2 separate regions of the Mus musculus genome follow, and region 1 is linked to region 2. Evidence: chromatin contacts called from public HiChIP or PLAC-seq data. All regions are on one chromosome and are shown on one strand. The core of a region is the stretch at or near the end of the contact, and the rest is flanking DNA. Distances in the headings are between cores, read along the strand shown.

The links. HiChIP or PLAC-seq counts read pairs in DNA pulled down with a chosen protein or histone mark.
Region 1: an H3K27ac HiChIP or PLAC-seq map of oligodendrocyte precursor cells shows a contact between it and region 2, with 5 times the contacts expected there. The contact joins two enhancer-like sites. A contact is called at or near these places in 1 of 484 Hi-C or Micro-C datasets (cortical neurons) and 1 of 115 datasets of contacts at active chromatin or transcription factors (oligodendrocyte precursor cells).

The regions. Positions count from the first base shown.
Region 1 is chr8:11,359,616-11,365,140 of GRCm38.p6, reverse strand. All of the region lies in intron 4 of Col4a2 (collagen, type IV, alpha 2), which reads right to left. Among named protein-coding and RNA genes, the nearest start is that of Gm46030, 22 kb to the right of the region's middle. Within about 2 kb of position 2,815, at least 58 of the 459 cell types and tissues checked have an H3K27ac peak or open chromatin away from gene starts, as enhancers often do. A contact at or near this core is called in oligodendrocyte precursor cells, where this site is marked.
Region 2 is chr8:10,454,055-10,460,098 of GRCm38.p6, reverse strand. The region is part of intron 20 of Myo16 (myosin XVI); the gene reads right to left. Among named protein-coding and RNA genes, the nearest start is that of Gm51561, 27 kb to the right of the region's middle. Within about 2 kb of position 1,783, at least 8 of the 459 cell types and tissues checked have an H3K27ac peak or open chromatin away from gene starts, as enhancers often do. A contact at or near this core is called in oligodendrocyte precursor cells, where this site is marked.

The sequences.
Region 1 (5,525 bases), core at 1,566-4,065, 900 kb before region 2:
AGCCAGCAGCCCTTGTTGCACTGAGCCGTGCCCACCTCATCCTTGGAAGGTTTATTTTTTTGAGTGAAGCTGTGAGCTTTCATGTGGGGACTCCATGTTGAGTGACAGTCCCACAGAAGAGCTCAATCCTGCAGCCAAGAGGCTTTTGAGCCCAGCATTTACGAGCTGTCATGTTTTGTGGTGATGTGACAGGGTATCTTATGTAGCCTTGGCTGTCCTGGTACTCTCTATGTAGACCAGGAACACGCAACACCTTTCCCCCCTGGGTTCTGCCGGGATCTCACTTTGAAAGCTTATGAAGTTATTCTGCTTTTCCCTTTCCTCCTAGGTTACCAGGAAAGTCTGTCAGATTTCCATCTCTGGAGCCATCTAGGAACAAATGAGCATCCCTCAGACTCTGAGCTTTCTTCTTCTCTTTCTTAGGATGCAGCTGGGTGCCCTGTTGATGGTCTACACTAGTAATTTCTTCACTGTGCGCAGAGAAGTGGGAGTATTTGTAAAATGTTAGGAAGGTTGGCTTCTGCACATGCTTCATGACTGTGTCTGTCTGTCTGTGTTTGTCTCTGTGTCTCTGTCTCTGTCTCTCCTCCTCCTCCTCCTCCTCTTTCTCCAGAGAGGAGAAGTAGCCATGGCTGTTCTGTAACTACATAGAGCAGGAGACCAGACAAGCCTTAAATTCACAGAGATATGCTTGTCTCTGCCTCCTAAGGGCTGAGATTAATGGCATGCATGCTCCTTTCTTGTAAGCTGGCTATGGTACATACAGCTTGGGGCACACAGTAGACACCCAGGGGTTCACGCGGCTTGCCCTTTGGGACTGCTGTATTCTCACTGATAAATAAGATCTGCTGATTCTGTGGGCTGGGCTGCAATGAGAAGCCTAAAACAGGACATACAAAAGAGAACAGCCTTTTTCTGAATGGATTTTATGCCAACCCAACAGGTATCGCTGGTGCTGAAGGCACACACAGGCACTTTCACCAAACCCAAGAGAGGCCTGTTTGGCTGTGGCACACGGATCTAATCTAAAGTTCTCAGACAGTTGTTATCAGGAGCCACAAGAATGTCACGCACATAACATGCATCTTTTTAAATGCAGTTATTCCCACAAGGAGTCTGGGCCTTCCAGTGTTCTTCAGTATTTATTATGGAGAACCCAACCTCAAACCATCTGCTTCTTTATTTAAAACAGGCCTTAGGGTTGAAGATCAGTTCTGTGCCTCCCAAAGACAACAGTGCAGTAAAACCCAATGCTGAGGGGGTCAGGGGAGCCAGAGAGCCGCATACCTCACCCACTCTACGCTAATTGTTTCCACTCCCTTGCTTCTCTCTTTCTTTTTCTATTGTGGTCCCAAACCTTCCAGAAAGTACTTGGGAAATGTAAATGTTTGTCCTCTAGTGAATGCGTCTTTTTCTGCCGTCTATGTGTTAAGGGGAGACTGGCCAATTAATGCTCGTCTGGCGCAGCATTTCGAGACGCTGTTCCTGCATCTCTTCTTCTAGAACATCAGTGTCTGTCTGGGCTGGACTCGGGATATTTTGATCTCTCTAATCAGTGGGGACATGTGGCATTTGGAAGGCCGCTTTGTGCTTCCCATATGAGTCAGACATCTGGCCACTTGAATGGTCACTTGTCCTCACCACCACAAAGAGCTCGGGGATGCCAGAAGGGTAAACTGCTCAGGGCCACAGGCTGGCCAGCTTCTAAGGACAGTTCTGAGATTCCCAGGGCTGTCAATGATAAATTAATTTAGTATTTGCCCTGATGCCAATGACAGAAACACAAGATGGATGTGGCTTCTTTCCTTTGAATATTGAAGAGAGCAGTTCTTGTTGCAGCAGAGATGGAGAAACTGGAGCAGGGACCTTTAACCCCAGAATCCATTGCATACATGCACAGAAAGAGCCAGTTAAAGGGTCCCTGGGAGAAGAAGGCATAGAGTTGTGTGGTGGGTCATTTCTGCCATATTCTCCTCTGGTTATTGTTTTAATTATGTCTAAAATAAAATGAGGAGAGTAGCTTGGTAACTGTACAGACTCTGTTACATTCTCTTCACTCCTGCAGTCACCGGTCAGAGCCAGCCTGCAAGGATGCTTGTATAGAACCTTGCACAGACTAACTCTGAAGGGCCTTTGTGACCAGCTGGACTGTCAGACAAACTGCGTCACCCCTTCCATACAGAGACCCAGTGGTCCCAGTTGCCCCCTGAGGGAGATAAAGCCACACAAGTTTCTTGTAACCCCACACAACACTTTCTCACAACTTTGGCCCTTTTAGAGATCCCGTAATTGTTAAGCGTGAACTAGTGTAGAAGAGAAACAAAGGCCCCGACAGCAGCGCGCCTTCTCTCACAGAGAGGGGAAAATGCTTGAATGCCCATGGGAGAAAAAATGCTTTAATGCCCAACTTGTCAAAACATTCCATGCAGAGGTGGGAAAGGGAAGCCGTCCGCGGCCAGAGCCCCTGTCTGGTTTACAAGAAGTTTCCTTTAGCTTCGGTAATCAGTGGCCTGTGGGAACCGGTGAAGACCGGCTGGCCCCCAGCTGCCTTTCTTAGTCAGTGGACCATATGGATGTTGACTTCCTATGGAGGAGTGATAAGAACTCTCAGATGGGCCTTCTCTGGCTGTCTGTGCTGCCGAACTTCCAAACCATGGCTGCAACTTTCTATCCTGTTTTTCAGAAAACATCTGCCACCAGGAACCAGGCACTGAAAGGGTTAATTTTTTCCCTTCGTTGCCTCCTCTGAGCTAGAAGATTCCTTCTCTAGGGTTGGCTTGTTCTGATGTCAGTTCAACGGTCCAGAGGGCATCTGTGGCTCGGGAGACAGTGGCTCTTTCTGATCTCCAGGGAGGGGATCCAGGAAGGATTCTAAGAGGCGGTTCTGAAGCAGCTGCCTCCTTTAGTAATTTCAGGAGTCAAGATGTTTAACTATGAGGGAATCTGTCAGAGGCTGCCAGTGTACTGTCAGGGCGTATGAGTGTACAGAGCTCATCTGAAGGGACGAGGATAAAAAACATATCTAAGCACTGCAGTTCCTGGGGACAGCCCCCACTGTATCAGAGTGCCACTGCGCATGGCTGTGTCTCTGTCCTGTGTGGCCACTTAGTTGGATTTTATTGTGCCCTGGCTTAGCTGTTACAGTAGACAGCCAGGAAGTGAATGACTCCTGTTAAGGCCAAACCTGCACCAAAGATTTCCCCATTTCTCATGATTTAATAATGCCTTTTGCTGATAAGAACAAACCTAGAGTAAGGCTTAGGTAAGTTCAGGTAAAGGGGATGATGGTTTCAGATGATGGAAATGCATTTTCCCTCTCGAGTGTGTGTGTGCAGTGTGAGCACAGTGTGTGTATGTGCGCAGTGTGTGTGTGTGTGCAGTGTGTGTGCATGTGCACAGTGTGTGTGTGCAGTGTGTGTGTGTGTGTGTGTGTGTGTGTGTGTGTGTGTGTGTGCAGGGAGGGTGCTGGTGACCGAACCATGGAGCTTGAGTGTACCAGGCATGTGTTGCTCCTCAGCCCCACCCAGTTCTAAGCACACCATCCGCCAACCATGGTGTTCTAGCTACAGCGATGCTCTGTGCCTCTGTTCAGTGAACCTGTGTCAAAACTTGTCTTTTAGCAATTTTTTTTTCTTTCTGTAGCCCAGGCTGCCTTTGAGGACCCGCTCTTCCTGCCTCTGGGGTCACAGGTATATGCCATCATGACAGGCTATATTTTTTTCCTTTTATACAGATGGCCATACTGGCCTGTTTTTGGGTATCAAACCCTGAATAATATTCCCATCGTTTTCTGACATATTAACTATTGCCACACTAGGATAGAGTGGAGGGGATTCCCTTGCAGAAAGATTAACTCATTTCCACAGCTGCTCACAGTCCCTCTTGCTCAAATGAAGAGTTCCTGTGTGTGGGAGGCAGTTGGATCCCCAAAGTCCCCAGGATATAAACTACCAGACAGACAGGCAGAGATCTCACCAGAGAGACACATGGAGCCTCTTAGAGGCCTTGGAGAGAGGCAGAGAGCTAGGTGACCCCCCTCGCCCCCTCCAACCTCCCAGGAACTCCTTCTGTGGGAAGACTGAGAGCTCATCAGTCAGTGGCCTAACACAGCTGGGCCTCGGCTTATTTACTTTTGAGATCAGATCTTATTGGTAAAGATCTGAGCTGAATAGGTCACAAATCCTGGTCGAATGTCCAGGGAACCCTGGTTTTCTATTGTTCCATGTTTCCCTGGGATACACTATCTAGGATATTCTTACACATTGACTAAGAGTTCATTCTCTTTCCTTCTCCCTTTGTTCCTCCCTCCAGCCTCTCCTCACCAGACCTGACCTTAAGGACACAACTGACCCCTGGGACACTGTGCCCTGGGCTGGCCCAACTCCTTCACTTGAGTTTATCAATTAAGGTAAGATCTAACGTCTGTCTCGCCTGCTCAATATCATGTTTCAGTACTCAGTCACTGCTGATCAAACACGTTAGAAGGAAACTCTTTTTAAGTGCACACATTTCAGGAATATGAACACAGAGCCTCAGACTGCTTGGTACGCTTGGGTGGTTTGGGTTCCTTGGTGCTGCCTGACAAACGCGCTGCCTGTAACCCACTCCCATGGTGGTCACTTACTGCTGCCTGTAGCCCATTCCTGTGTGGGAGCCAGGTTTTAGGTCCTTCACAGCATTTTCTTAGATTCAAATGAGACCCATATTTGAACGGAGCCTAAAGTGCTAGCCCCAGTCAGCTTCCCTTCACGGACTGTGACCCTGGTTCAGTTAAGCAATGCCCTCAAGGAAGCTTCCTAGACGTCCCCTGCAGACGTCCTCCGGGCTCATGAAGCCTTTCCTCTTCTCTTTCCAACTTAATTTTCCCAACCCTCACACTCTCAGGTCCCCTGTGGGCAACCCCACTTTGTCCTTGAAACGCACGAAGCACCCTTTGTCTTTGGGGACACCTTCTGCTGCTCACAGATGAAGGCCTTGCTTGTAGCTGCTGGAGTGGGGTCCTGTGGTGCTGGAGTGTAGATCCCCATATGCAGAGGAAGCTGGGGATGTTTCAAAGTCCAGCACCATATGCGCTTTGAGGGCACATGGCCCTGATCCATATCTGTCCCCATGAAACCCTCAGGTTGCCAAGCTGTAGCCCTCGTACTTCATAGGGACCTGGAAGCTAGCTTGTGTGTTTGCTATCTATGAATGATTTTTTTGCCCTTTCCTGTGGTGACTGTCTGAAACATTGCAGGTGACTTCTATTGGGTGTATGGCGTGGCTGTGCCACCCACACCAACCTATCAGTGAAGAGGGCATAGCCACAGCGCACTTTCTTAGAGAGAAGACCCTGTCAATGGCTGGCTGCTCTTAGCTGCTGTGGCCTCTGTTCTTTCTGTTCCTGATCTAGGTTTGTTTTTTCCATCTCAGAGTCTCTGTTCCTCACGGTCAATGGCAAAGACTCAGTGACAAGTCATTCCTCCCTACTATGCTTCTTCTTTTTAAAGAGACTCCCACTGTGCAGCCCTGGCTGGCCTGGAACT
Region 2 (6,044 bases), core at 534-3,033:
GCATCAGTAAGGGAGAGACCCTTCCTCAAACAAGGTCGAAGGGGAGACTTGACACCCAAGGTTGTCCTCTGATCCCCATCTGCAACATGCATGTCTTATATGCATACTCACACCCACAAGTTAACAAAATAAATACAACCACTTTACAGGACAAAATGAAAGACATAAGAAGAGAGTTGTCACAGACTGGCCAGCCTGCGAGCATTTTATAATTCTCTAAATGTCCTGCACTACTATAACAATTTTTTTCATTAAGCTGATTTAAAAGTCCATATGCATTTTACTGCAGAGCACTTTCTATTGGAAAGGAAAGGGGCGTGAACCTGCTGTGGGGCAGAGCCAAGCTCCAGGGAGATACTGAGGTGGGTACTGTGCCATCCGTCACTGACTGGGGTTATGCAGGGTCCATAGCCAGGATACAGGGAAATGCCTCTTGTGAAAGCCAAGTGTCTATCTCAGGAGAGGCCACCTCCCCTCTATGTCAATCTTGGGGGTAAGCACTTTCTTGTATGTGCCCATCATCCGAGAGTGGACATTCCCTTATAGAAGTCTCCTGATATTATGCTTCTATTATGTTATTAACCCTACCCCTCAGTCATCTGCCTCTCCTGGTTGGTTCCCACTGACTTTGACAGTGGGGCTCTTAACATTATGACACAATTTTGGTAGAATTTAAAGAAAGTACTAATAGATGCCATGGACTCTGCGCTATTCCAACAACCGTCTCTTCTCCCAGGATTGTAATGTAATGTTGACAGGCAGGCAGAGGTGCTTAGCGAGGGGAGAAAACTGCCCCCGAGGAGTCTCACCTGCATTCTATGTGTCTCTCATTAACTAGTCACCTGGGGGAGGCATTCCCAAGGTTGAAAGGACAAATCAACATAGCCTGTGCCACACACTGACCAACATAGCTCCTCTCCCTTCCCTCTGGAAAGCTCCAGGCCTGTTATATAGCTATGCCACTCCATATCGAGGTCCCAGAGGAGAGAAACAGAGAGAGCTTCAGACCTACTGGCATCCAGTCTTCCAGGTGAAATAACCATACTAATGACCTGGGCCATTATACCTAAATTATCTGAGGGTTGTCCATAGAGCTTTCCGGTGGCTGATAACTTACATTAGCTTGTTAGTAAACTAAACGCCTTTTATATCGCACAAATAGTAACTGCTGTGCTACTAACTATGTTTGATCACATGTGTGTGAAAAGGTGGGAAAATGCTTGAATGTGAAGTAACTTCCTTGGACTTAAACATGCTGTCTGGGATGATATGCCATCACAGGTGAAAGCCAACTTAGCTTGTTCTCATCCACATAAAATTTCCTGAACAGTTCCCTGAGCCTTGAGCAGGCTCAGGAAATGGGCTCCAAACATATAATCACAAAATAAAAGCACAATTTGAAAAGACACCCAGTCAGGAATCGTGATGGAGACCCAGGCAAGGCCTGGGTGTGGGAAGCTCTTCTGGATAAGCTTTCTGTAGAAAAGCTCAGCAGAAAGCTGTCAACTTGGTTATGGGCCAATCAGCCTTTTTGGAAGGTAGAAGACCAACGGGGCACCAGGCTGGCTAAGAATCATTCCAGATGCGGCCCACACTTGAGCATTGTTGTCTGCCTCACAGCTTCTGGGAACAGCTGGATTCACACAGAGGTTAGTATCAGGGGTCCCATGAAGGGGTCGACTGTGCTGTGGCACCTGCCAGCTGTGCCTTCACCAGCCACGTGACTCCCATAAAAGTGCACATGATAAAAGTCACTTATTCCCTTCCTATCCGTGAAATCTGAAGCTCCGTTTAGTGCTGTGAGGGAACACATGTCCCCTTGTGAGAGCCTGCATTTACAGCGGTGATGTGTGGAGACTCGTTACCAAGAATATCTTCAGAGACAGGACTCGAGTCAGGAATTACTGCATGCTTTAATTATTTCAAAGAAACCCACAAACAATATTTAAATGATATCAATGCTTGCATTCTAAATCTAAAACGGCTCTCACTTCAGTATGACAGGAGGCTGGGTAAAGGAAACATCACTATGCCACCAATCGCTCTCTAGTCATTAAAAGGATGGTTATAAAACTCAGAAAACACAGATGAATAGTTACTGTAAATGAAAACAGCCCAGGTGCAAAACTCAGTGTTTGGGGAATGAAGCAAGCACAGCCTTCATCCATATCTACAGACAGCTAAATAGGAAATGTGGCCTGGGATTTAGCTTCCTTTACCAAACTAAAGAACCAATTGTAGAATGACCCAGAAATTCCACATCTGGACATAGATCCAAGAGAACAAGTCCATATATCCAATCGAAGACATCTATGAGCATCTTGGGACTTCTTTGTTCATGCAATAAGACCAGAAATGGTAAGCCAAATAATGAAACAGGCACCTGTGTTGGTATATTGCTGCATTATTTTATAGAAGAATATTAGACAGAAGCAAAATAAAATTAATAACTAATAACAGTTGCATTCAATGTTGAGCATTTATCTTAAATTTGGACATCAGGTGAAAGAAGCCACCCAAGTAATAGGACAGGAAGGACCAGGTCACCAGAAGCTTCTGTGGTTGGAGGCCACAGGCCTTCAATGTTGGCAGAGTCCACAGAACTCTTTGTGGATGGCCAGACTCTAAGGTAGGTGAGCATCAGTAGAGTAGTAAGGATACATATACTTATGTGCATCTAACTTTGCAGAGGATGCAGATTGCCAGGTAGAGAAGTGATAAGTGATGGGTGCTCAGACAATATTCATCTTGGCATTGGCAAGTCCAGAATGACTCGAGGGTATGACATTTTATGACCAACTCTACCTGCTACAAGTCCCATGTACCATTTATTGTCAGAAAGATAACTTCAGGCAAGGACATTCCAGATAGAGCTTCTGAGTGGCCTAGGCCTTGAAGGAGAAGTGACACACATTCTCAAGAGGTTGGATATAGTCACCATCATGTATCCCTCCTGGGTTCACTTATGCCTGGGAAGGTTAGTGCTCATTGTCAACTTGGCTTCTGGGCATGTCTACTAGGGCATTTCTGGAGACGCTTAACTGAGCAGATAAGACCTTCTTCAAATGTAGACCACACCATTCCATGATCCAGAGATGTGAGGCAGAGCCTCAGATGCACACTTCTTTCTACACGGACCACTCTTCCTCACTGGGACGGGCTGTACCCTCAAACCCAGAGCCAAGATGAATCTTTCCTCGCTTAACTTACTTCCTGTCAGGTATTTGATCTCAACAACAAGAAAAGCAAGCAACACAGCTTCCACCTGTCCTCTCTGTGTCTGGTTACACCTTCAGCAGACACCTACTGTGTAAGCTGAATGCGTCTCAGGATGCAGTCAGGACAAAGATGTCACTTCTGGCAGAGGAAAAACAGCAGCCTGATGGGTCCTGGGTCAGAGGCACAGACTAGAGTGGGCCTTCATGATTGCCATATATTGTCACAGAAGAAGTGATGGTTTTGAAAGTTTAAACATTACACTTTTTTAAAAAAGAAGAAAAAGAAAAGAGAAGAGAAGAGAAGAGAAGAGAAGAGAAGTGCTTTGTACACATGTACATAAAGCCAGTGCTGGCTGCTTCAGGCTGAGGGTCCTGTGGCAGTGGGCGTGGTTATCTCCTTCCCCTCCTACAAGTGATCCTGGGTCCTTGTCTTTGGACGACCCATTGTGAAAATCAGTGGTGGAATAAGAGCTGATGTGAGGATGCAGGATCATGACATGGTCTTTTTTGGGTGATGTTCATCTCAGTCTTAGGTCTAGTTCAGAGACCTCTTTATTTCCTGTCTCTGTCAGTTTGTAGGTGACCACATGGCGATGCTTGGTCATGGGGGTCAGGTCTTGTGATCATGTCAATACAGTGATGGCTGTCAGATCTTGTACCAGAGGAGGGTTCATGCAATCACTACAGGGTATAGGGCTGAAAGGAGAGTGAATTCAAAGGTGTTTCAGGGGGTCATAGTCTAGTTTCCACAATTCTTTGTCTCACAGAGGTGACGGACAGTCATCAAATCCACAAGATCTAGAGGAAAGAAACTTAAAAGGTACAACCCCCATGTGATCTGGTTTGATGGCCAGGGAGACAGACCAAGGCAGGACCCAGTAGGAATGAAAGGCCCATAGGCCAGTTATGAGGTTTCCTGAAGTCTTCCAAGAATGGGGGGAGGGGGGAGGGCTGTCATTAACCATGGAAAAGAGATGCACACTTGGCTTCGAAAGGCTGGTGGAATGGCTGGACAAGTTCTAGCTTTCAGCTGCATGCTACTTTCATAGAAAGTCACTGTGTGTAGAAGGCCATTGCACCCCAGACAGGAAGCCATGTTCCCATGGGACTGTTGCCCTTCCCATGCAGGACTTTCAGTTCATAGGATAGAGCCACAGGAAAGGTTGAGCCCACGTGGTCACAGCATTTAAAGAGAGCTCAAAGTCAGAAGATTGATGTCATGGCAAGATCATGTCATTCATATATATACATACACACACACACACGTGTGTGTGTATACATGCATATATATATTTTCCACAATCCATCTGCTAAAGACAGTGCTCTGCCCAGGGAGTGGCACTATTAGAAGGTGTGGCCCTGTTGGAGTAGATGTGGCCTTGTTGGAGTAGGTGTGTCACTGTGAGTGTGGGCTTTAAGACCCTCATCCTAGCTCCCTGGAAGCCCTTGTGCTAGCTGACTGGAAGTTAGTATTCTGCTAGCAGCCTTCACATGAGGATGTTGAACTCTCAGCTCTGCCTGCGCCATGCCTGCCTGGACACTGCCATGCTCCCACCTTGATGATAATAGACTGAACCTCTGAACCTCTAAGCCAGCCCCAATTAAATGTTGTCCTTATTAAAGAGTTGCCTTGGTCATGGTATCTGTTCACAGCAGTAAAACCCTAACTAAGACGGAGAGTAATTCAGAATTTACCTCTTGTGGCCTGAAGTCTAAGATTCCATTTTCAGAGACAGAGAAGTCTGGAACATTTTCTCATGAGGATTCCATAGAGCTACTGGCTCAGCTTAGAGGAAAGGGTCCAGAGTGCCACTGGTCCTTCAGTGAATTCTCAGAATGCCTAGGTTTTCACGGAGTGAAACCTTTCCTAGGATCATTAGTTTTATTTTACCTCTCTGGGTCATATCAGTATGATAAGATTGCTTGCTACAGGATACTGCTCTTTCCTTTATTACAGAGAGCAGACACTGAGAAGGACTTTGTAAACAGAGGGTAGGTTCCTGTAAAGGCTCCCATGTGCCCTCTAGGCTGGTCACACAGGGACAGTGAAAGGTGTCTGCATCTTCTAGCAATTCCTGGAAGACTTACAGAGTGAGAGCCTGAGAGAAGTCACTGCCAACATGAGGACCTGGGGTGGCTTCGTGTCTACAGAGTCCCTCAGGAAGCTTTGCATCTCACGACTCTACGTTTCCTCGGGCACATCTCAGGCGCTGTCCCAGAGCCTGGTGCTCACTGTCTTGAGCATAGCTCCTTAATGCACTGTGTCTGGAGCCCCGAGAGCAAGAGAGGCTCTCTGTTGAAGACAGGATGAACCTGTTTTATGAGCACAGTGGATGCTCTGGGAGACAGAGACCTCATGATGACATTCCCCCAGGGGACCGAATGAGCAGTTCAGTTGGGGGCTGAGTCTGTGGGGAGAGGGGCAGAAATGGTTGAAATGTGCCTTAATACAGGCAGGCTGTTCTGCACTTCCAACTTGTTTCATAATCCCCGGGAGCCCCGGGAGCTCAGCCCCTTCCAACTTCAGCTGTTCCAGGGAGGAGGCCACCTGAGTTCTAAGTGCTGTGTGGGTGAGTGGGCGAGTTTTCTTTTCTTCAAACTTAGTGTAGCGGAACATCCAAACTCACAAATCACAAAAGCAAGCAGAAAGCTCCGAAGGCTGAGCCTCTGTGTACCTCAAAGGAAATAGCAAGCATTAGCTTCAAGAGCCGAGGAAGTCGAGATTCATAAGTAAAGGCATTTCGCTCAGGATCCCCTTCATGTTAAGCTCAGAACAGGAGTCCAGGTCTCTGCTTGTTAGCCCTTGAGAAATGAAAACCCAGCTAG